Linked DNA regions of Mus musculus: all the other regions are linked to region 3. A link is a contact called in public Hi-C and targeted proximity ligation data. All regions are on one chromosome and are shown on one strand. The core of a region is the stretch at or near the end of the contact, and the rest is flanking DNA. Distances in the headings are between cores, read along the strand shown.

Region 1 (2,700 bases), core at 165-2,664, 340 kb after region 3:
GAAGATAGTAGAAGTACCAGAAGGAAAGACCAGAGGACCTACTAGCTCGTTGTGTCTTCTTGAAGTGAAACAAGAGAGCCAGAGGGTCTTAATTACTTTGTCTCCCAAAATATCAGTGTGATTGTGGGATAATGATGTAGGTCACCTTGCTGTTCAAATCCCTTCTCCCTCCAACCTGGAGGACCATAAGGACAGAGCCTTCTAGGGTTGGGTGCCAGTGTGGACTCCCATCTCTCCCAACTCGATGACTTCACAATTTCTCATTCCTCTCCCACAAGCTCAGAGCTACTGTGGAGACACAATAAGGACATGTCCCCCAGAAAATCGCCTCCATATGGGGAATCCTGGCTCATGTGTTTTACTAGATGTTCTCAGGGAAGTGCCAGGATTTGTTTGCTGTGCTTTCTCTGTGGGCCACTCAGCATCGCCTTTCAGGATAATCCCAGTTCAGAGGATGTGCTTAGAAAAGTGCGTATTTAACCAGCACAGGACACGCAGCTGCTGCCCTCCGAAGTTCCATAGAATAAAAATCTAAGTGGCCAGTCGATAGCATCCAATCACATCAGGTTTGCTGAGATACTCTGACCTGTTGGCTTTGAGTCCCCATCTTCCTCTTAGTTCCCGTGCAGCTCCTTATACTTCACAAGTGAAATGCAAAGTGAACATGGCATTTTCTCCCATCCTCTCGTACTCCCTTAACATAAATGTTGAAGCTCTTCTTTATAAGATACATTGCTTCAGGGCCTTTAGAATTAACTTTGTAAATGTGTCCAATGCACCTTCCCCTTTTCTCAGCTGTGTCCTTACACGAGAGACCAGCCTTGTGGAGTCAGTTGTCCCTATAAAATAAGTTATGCCACCGTTGATAACCTAGTACAAAATGAAGCTTTCCTTCTGCACGGGATAAACAGGAACTAACTAAATGTGTTCATGTTGATGAACTTCAGAGAGGTTGCATACTTCATTGCTAGTATGCTTTTATGCAGAATTACTTTGCTGTTTATTCTCAAGGTATTGAAAGACCCTCCCTTCTTTCTCTACCGTGGGTATCACTGTCCCACGCTGAACCAACAAATTAAACATCCTGTTTGTTTCTGTATGGACATCCCCACCTGCAAGGCTGTTTGTTCTCTCAAGTCTACTGTCCTTCACCAGTGTTAGACAGTAAATGCCATTCTAAATCTCATGACTCAGAACCTGCTAGTCTTCCCTCACAACAAGAAAATGAATATACAGTTGCCCAGGGTTCCTTGGTGATTTCTCTTTGTTTAAATACCAGTATATCTCCTTTCAAAAACCAGTACTCTGAGGTTGCGGCTGGGGATAGCACTCAATAGTGGAGTGCTTGCCTAGTGTATGCAAGGCGTTGTGTTCAACAAAAAAAACCAAAGACCCAACAATCTTGGGATTGTTACACATTACTACAAAAATGCCACAGTGCATTCCCTCTACGCCATCAGGAATGCTCTTTGCCCAGCACAGAACCCAAGCCGACCTCTCAGGTTCTGTGTTTCAAGGCACATTTGACCTTTGGGGTTTGAGTTATTTTACTCTTGGCAAGACAGAATGTATTGTTTAAGGAGACTCTGGTTAGAGGGGGGTCATAATAAAGGACCCGTAACACTTCTTGGACCTCAGATGTGCCTTACAAAACAAAATGTTTATGAGCTAAGTGTAAATGAGTCAGAAACATATGAATCGAATTTCCCCTAAAATGTGAACGGGTTTTAAAATTAGCAGGAAAAGGGCCTGGCAAAAGATGTGCTTTGAATTTCATAAAACCCAGAGGATTTGAAATGCAGTTTAAGAAGCTTGACAAACCCAAACTGTGACTAAGGTTTGCTTTGTTGGTGTCTTTCCCCTCCTCACCCCACCCCCCATGTGTCAGAGAAGCACTCAGTGGTTGGACAGGAGAGGGGAGGGTTATGAAGGGTTTTGAAAGAGCATAGTGTCATAGTTGTATAGGGCCAGAACGGGGACTTAGAAGGCTTTGAAGAGTTGGTCATGCTGCCTGTTGTCATCGTTTTCCCAGGTTTGCACCTCCGACTCCATCTCCTCACCACATCAGCCCGGGAAGAGTTCCAGCTCCTCCGTCACTGCTCCAGAGAGCACAGGCTCCCCACTCCCAGCAGCCACCAGGCTCACTCCTGAAGCCCTACCAGCCAGAAACCAACTCTTCTTTTCAGCCAAATGGTATCCATGTCCACGGTAAGCAGGAGCTGGTGGTCCTTGGAGTTTAGAAAGGCAGTGTTTTGCTGTTGCCTTTAGCCAGGTGGCCTAAGGACCAGATGTGGGTCTCAGATGTTCTGTTTTAAATCAAACTTATGATGTAGACAGCATGAAATGCTTTAGTATTTTCCTCAGATGACCTGACCTATAGTTGCCAGCCCAAGGAAATCATTGGTGTTCCCAGTGTTGTGACACTTCAAGAGAAGTCTCTAGCAATAGCACCCTGCTCCTGAGTGATCAGGAGACTGTGCAGAAGGAAGCCCCGGGAACATCACTGTCCATGTTGGCTGGCTCCTTCCCATGAGCCAAGCCAAAGCCTTCCCTGGTTCCCCTGTGTGACACCTCCCTGGTCTCCCCCAAACTTCATGTGTCCCATCTATATATCCCATCTTGGTTTTATTTCTTTGCTAGAACTTTCTTTCATTCTCTCCATCTTGTAGCTCATTTGAGTAAAACATATCATCTTTACTA
Region 2 (2,936 bases), core at 335-2,834, 420 kb after region 3:
AGAAGGCAAGTCCATGGTCATCATGGTGTGGGGACGTGACAGCAGGTAGGCATGGTCCTGGAGAAGTAGCTGAAAGCTTACAACTTATCCACATACGTGAGGCAGAAAGATTGCCTTGAGTCTCAGAAGACTTTTGGACTTTTGAAGTTAAACTAAATACATTTTTTGCACTTTTCATTAAGATATGACCATGGACCTATGGGGGCCAGGGAATGGAATGTGATGGTTTGAGTAAGAATGGCCTCCAATGGCTCATATATTTAAATGCTTGGTTAGCAGTTGGTGGGCCTGTTTGAGAAGGATTAGGAGGTGTGGCCTTGTGGGAGGATGTGTGTCACTTCACAGAGCAGGGATGGGGTTGAGATTCTAAAGTTATAAAAGCAAACCAATTTCTCCTTTTCTCTGCCTGCCGCCTGTAGGACAGAGCTAAGCTCTCAGTTACTGCTCCAGTGCTGTACCTGCCTGCCTCCTGCCATGTTCCCTGCCATGATGGTCATGAACTCTACCCTATTGCTGAGTTTCTTCACAGCAATAGAAAAGTAAGCGAGATATGGGACTTAGTTAGCTTTTGTTTGGGAACGCTTTTACTGTTTTCCTCTGTGTTTCTGTCCCACCCTCTCTCCCTCCTTCCCTCCCTTCCTGTATCCTGTTGCTTTTTCACTGGATTGACATTTAATCCTGAGTTACATCAGACATATCCTGGAAACAAACAGAGGCGTTAGGAACAGCCACATCTGCAGGAGCAACCAGTCTAGACATCTTTTTTATTTTTTTTTTCTGTTCCTGCTATATGTGGGTTGGGGGAGGGGTCCTTGTGAATTTTGGTTTCCTGGAGGGCAGCACAAACACTTGCCTATAGACCTACCAATTCTTCATGGCTCCTGGCCTGACCATGTGTCATGAAGAAGATCGGGCCATCCATGAGAACTAACCCTATTGAGTTGTTCCAAGAAAGGGGAAAGGACTTCCTGAAATGTGTGGGTCATCTGCTCTGCCCTGTTTTAAATTTCCAGAGAATGTGGCAAGCCATGGAAGCCAGAAGGTCACCTAGCGAAGTTAACTCATTTAGGTAGTCGGTTCATCTGCAATGTGTTATAGTTTGCTGCTCAACAGCGAGCAAAGGAAAAGCTTAGCCTGGCACAGACATGCTGCCTAATCTCTGTTGATATTGGGAGGGTCTGCAGCTCATCAAGTGGAAAATTAGAATTTAATGGGAAATGACTCTCGGAAAGGAATTGAGACATCTTCTTGTGTTTTACGTGTTATAAAGTTGCATGACTTCCAACTACTTAATTACAGAGCTATTCATTCCCCAAACATGTGTTGAGTAACCAGTTAGTGTGTCTCCTTAGTTTTCTTCAGAAAACAAAACTCATGAGGGTGCCACTAGGAGAGACTCCCCCCATCCCAGTATGTTCTCACTATCATGTAAGCATTTTTTTTAGATGGCTAACATTTAGGTAAAGACATATTTTAATTAACTAATCTGTTTCTCATGCTATTGTGAGGATGGAGCTGTAGATTGAAGAGAGCCCAGCCTCTAAAGGCAGAGTCGTATTCTATTCCCAACACTGCCATCTATCAGCCTCCTAGACTACGGTGAATCACATCCTGTCTAAGACTCTAATTTCCCATTGAAAGAATGAGTTGTTACAATACCCATCACACAAGGGAAAATCCAGTGATAAAAGAAATCTCTACTATGGTAACATCTATCAGGCACATAATAAATGCTCACATAATTGTATCATTACGATTTAAATAATCTCACCAGACATAACTCTTTGCCAAACCAAAATGAGCTCATATTTGTCTCTGCCCCAGTCCCACAGCTGTCTCCCTTCACTTCCTAATGAGACTAGCCAGGCACATACACAATGCTCTGTCGCATCTTCTCTGATAAGGTCTCTAGCTCTGAATCTTTTGTGTGCTCTCTTTACTCATTGTTCATCCCTAGTAAAACTATGTCATTGAGTTTTTCTTGCAATGGGTGAAGGCACTAAGAATTGAGATTGGTACTGAGTTAGCTGTCAGAAAAATTGTCATCCCTAGATGTTCATGGGAGATTTGGCTTAGGGTAACAAGATACCAGGGTGTTCTCATCCCTTATGTGAGGGGGTATGGTATTTGCATGCAACCTATACACATCCTCCTGTATGCTTTCTATTACCTCTACATTTCTTGAATGTCTCTTCCAATGTCAATGCTATAGGAAGAGTTCTCATGCTATAATATTGGAAATGATGACAAGTTTGTACACTTCAGTGCAGATGCAAATATAAAAAACAAACAAACCAGTAATTCTATCCACAGTGGGCTGAATTTGCAGATCTGGAATTGAAGATATAGAGGGCTGGCTGCACTTGTTTTCTCAGTGAGCAAGTCATGTAGCTGAATTGATAAATAAAACCATATAGTAGTGTGCACTTACACTACTCATCTGGAGGACCTGTGTGTGGTGTGTTTGACAATGGGACTCGGATCCTATTGCACCTACCCTAAAGAGAGCCAGTAATGTGAGAATCTCAAGGCATTTCATGTTAGAACTGGGTGGGTGGAGAACAATGAGCTGGGTAAAACCTGTCAGGGGATTTTGAGGTGACTACCACATGATGACCAAGATTGTGCTCACACCCTCCATGAAACATTGTTCATTCTAGGAAATATGGTATTTAGTGATTATTGGGGTTTTTTAAACATATATTAGGACTTACCTAACTTTCTCTAGATTGAAAATGAGGTTTCTAATGATGACCATTTTTATAGGTTGACACACACTGCTGCAAACTATTTGTGGGTGGAGTCCACGTCTATGACCTTGTCTGTGAGGTTGAGCTGCTGAAATTGATCTTGTGGGCATCAAGCTCAACCTGAAGGAGGTATCCCACTACCAATAGCAAATGAGCAAGCACATGTTTCATATTTGTCTTAAATGC
Region 3 (2,700 bases), core at 20-2,519:
TTAAAACTCAAAGAAATGGCGCACGCAGCCTCTCACCCCCCCCCCCCCATTGCTGACTCGGAAAATGAATAGACCGGTTTACTCAAGGTCTCAAGGGTTCAAATTGTGAACATTTCTCCCTTTCATATATTAGCAATGTCAATGACTTGAAAATTAATGTGATTTGAGCTTCATATTTCTTTCCCTTAGATGTGGTTGAAGTGCTATGAGTTCATCACGAATGAGGAGTTAAGTCTTCTCTTGAGCCTGCCTTGTGAATTTCATTCTCTCCTACCAAATGACCTCACTAGAGCCAGTGACTCAAAAGGCAGGTTTGCTCTGGGTGACCACTCTAGAGGACCACATTAAAGTGCCCATGCTCTTTGTTTGTGCAGGAACGAGTTTTCTCAGCTCCATCACTGGATTCCAATGGGGGGAAATAAATTACTCATGCATGTTCTAATGACTAAAAAATTTTCCAGTGTCCTGGCTGTCTAGTTCTCATGGTGTAGAGGTTCCATGACCAAACAGTAATTGTTAACACTTTTGACTAGCTGGATGATATTATTTAGAAAGTCAAGTGAATGAAACATTTGAGTCATTGGTTCTAGGCCAGGATTTCAAAGGATATGCTCTGTGAGATCACTTTTAGTAGTTGTGGGAGACATGCTAGATTTGAAGGACTTTCCCCGCCCTCCATCTTGCCTGAATAACTTAATAACTTAGCCTTGTGGGCAAGGTACTTTTAACCTAACTGAGCCTTGTTTTTCTCCTCTGTGCCGAAGAAGGTAGCCATGGTGATGCCTGCTGTAATTATCTCTTACGGCTGCTGAGAAAAATCAACTGTGATTACCAAATCTGAAAGCCAGAAGGATGCTATGCAGAGTCATGTGAGTGCTAGGGTTAAAAGACGTCGTAGTAACAGTGATGCTCAAAATGACATTTTTGATCTGAATTTTGGCTAGAATTCTGTATGTGGGAATATTAAACGGGTACTAGATGCTTTTGTGTGTCAGTTATAGTGACAGAGTTGAAACTGCAAGTTGTTAAAGTTGAATTTTGCTGCTTGATGTTAATGTCAACAAAGGAAAGCAGCGTGGAGTCCTGTTTTTGTTTATAAAAGGGTTAAACAGTAGATTCAGAAAGAGAATAAATGATGAAAAATCAAACAGGTAATAAGAACGTGGGCTGAGAGAAAGCAGGGTGAGATAAGGGGTGAGGTTAGGACTCAGGGTGCATCTTGTTGTGACCCCGTTTCTTGTGTTAGCGCTGAGTCAGAGCTTTGGCTGCAAGCCTTGCTGGATCCACAGCCATGAGGCAGGAGAACGTCGGCCATGTGAGTCATGGTCCCCATGAAGTTAGCTAGTCCAGCAAAACTGCAGCGAGACGGTGAGTTTTCCCAGGCAGTTCTCATCAAGAACAACACATGGAGGACAGTATCCTACAAGGATCCTGGGGGGGGGGGGGGGGCGGCGGTGAAGGCAGGCAGTTTTCCAGGCTTTTACTGGTGGGATTGCCAGAAGAAAAATTATAATTTTTGTTTAAATTCCCTATTTGAGAGTTTGTGGGTTTTTTCCCTTTATTTTAATTATGGCTGAAGGCATACATACCATTAGATTTAGAAACCAGAACCCCTTTTCAGTATTGTTTCCCACATCAGGACACCTTAGAGATACTGAGCAGAAGCCCGGGGCTACTTGCTGAGTGTGTGGATCTGAGGGGAAGCAGCTTGCTGGGAGCCAGTGCTGGGGAGCAGCACAGAGCCTGGTCCCAATATAACTACCAGTTGGCACTTGCCACACATTTCTAATTGTGAGTTTAGAGTTTACTGTGCTGTGGGTGTTTTTGTTTTTGTTTTTGTTTTTTGGTTTTTGGTTTTTTTGTCTGTGGAAGTGTAGAAAGCTATTGAATGTGATGCTGCCCTCCCCATATTATTTGCTGTTTGTTTGTTTCCTTTTTCACTGTGGAAGCTATCGGAAAGCCTACAGCAATGGCTCAGAAATCTGCAGAGTGCAGATCTTCACACATAAGACTTCCAGCATTCATAATTAGACTGCCTGCTCTGCCCCTCTCATTAAGTATCACTAGCACCCAGAATGAGACAACGTAGAAAAGCATCCATATTTTAAGCCAATTTAAATAACACCGAACCTTTCTTTTTAGGAAAAGATGGAATTTCTAAGCATTCACAAGGAAGCCTGTGGGAGTTCTTGTGGCTTGCTTCTTCTGTTGTACACTTGCTTGTTCACGCTCATAGAAAGTGGCTTCTGTTGTAACAGGTGCTCGAGAAGTTCCTGTGATGTGTTCAAGACTGATTCAATATATATTCTTCATCAGTACCTTAGAATAAACAGGTGGCCAAGAGCCAGAGAAGATGGCTCCCAAAGGTCTCTCTGGAGAGAGGTGGGAGCCATGTGTGATATCATTTTGTGTGCTTGAGGGACTTTTAACGTGGGGCAGTGGATTGTATTAGACACAACAAGAGTCAGAAGACATGCATCCATTTCAGTTAAATTACTTGTTAAAAATGGGTACAAGTTTTGGGTCTTGGTACCCCAACGTGGACGTAATAAGCTGGTCCCTGCTGGCGGTGGAAAGGCCCAGTGGGCAGTATAAGCATGAAATTCATTTTCTAGTATTTTCAAGACCTGTAGCATTAAGATCTTGTCTCAAGGCAACTTTCTATGGATAAGGTTGGCACTTGTGGACTGGAGGTATCAG

The links. A called contact is a pair of places that touch in the nucleus more often than the background predicts.
Region 1: a contact with region 3 is called in a targeted proximity ligation map of the NIH/3T3 cell line, with 7 times the contacts expected there. A contact is called at or near these places in 9 of 484 Hi-C or Micro-C datasets (the MC38 cell line, adipose-derived mesenchymal stem cells, cerebral cortex and 3 more) and 5 of 130 datasets of targeted methods (the NIH/3T3 cell line, a colorectal cancer cell line, embryonic fibroblasts and 1 more).
Region 2: a Hi-C map of muscle stem cells shows a contact between it and region 3, with 5 times the contacts expected there. A contact is called at or near these places in 3 of 484 Hi-C or Micro-C datasets (muscle stem cells and uterus) and 5 of 130 datasets of targeted methods (the NIH/3T3 cell line, embryonic basal ganglia, embryonic fibroblasts and 2 more).

Annotation. Positions count from the first base shown.
Region 1 is chr19:28,283,160-28,285,859 of GRCm38.p6, reverse strand. It overlaps Glis3 (GLIS family zinc finger 3), which reads left to right. Exons shown (of 11, transcript NM_175459.6): 9 at 2,033-2,208. Among named protein-coding and RNA genes, the nearest start is that of Gm35866, 80 kb to the left of the region's middle.
Region 2 is chr19:28,202,564-28,205,499 of GRCm38.p6, reverse strand. No RefSeq gene overlaps it. Among named protein-coding and RNA genes, the nearest start is that of Gm35866, 160 kb to the left of the region's middle.
Region 3 is chr19:28,622,495-28,625,194 of GRCm38.p6, reverse strand. The region is part of intron 2 of Glis3 (GLIS family zinc finger 3); the gene reads left to right. Among named protein-coding and RNA genes, the nearest start is that of D930032P07Rik, 54 kb to the left of the region's middle.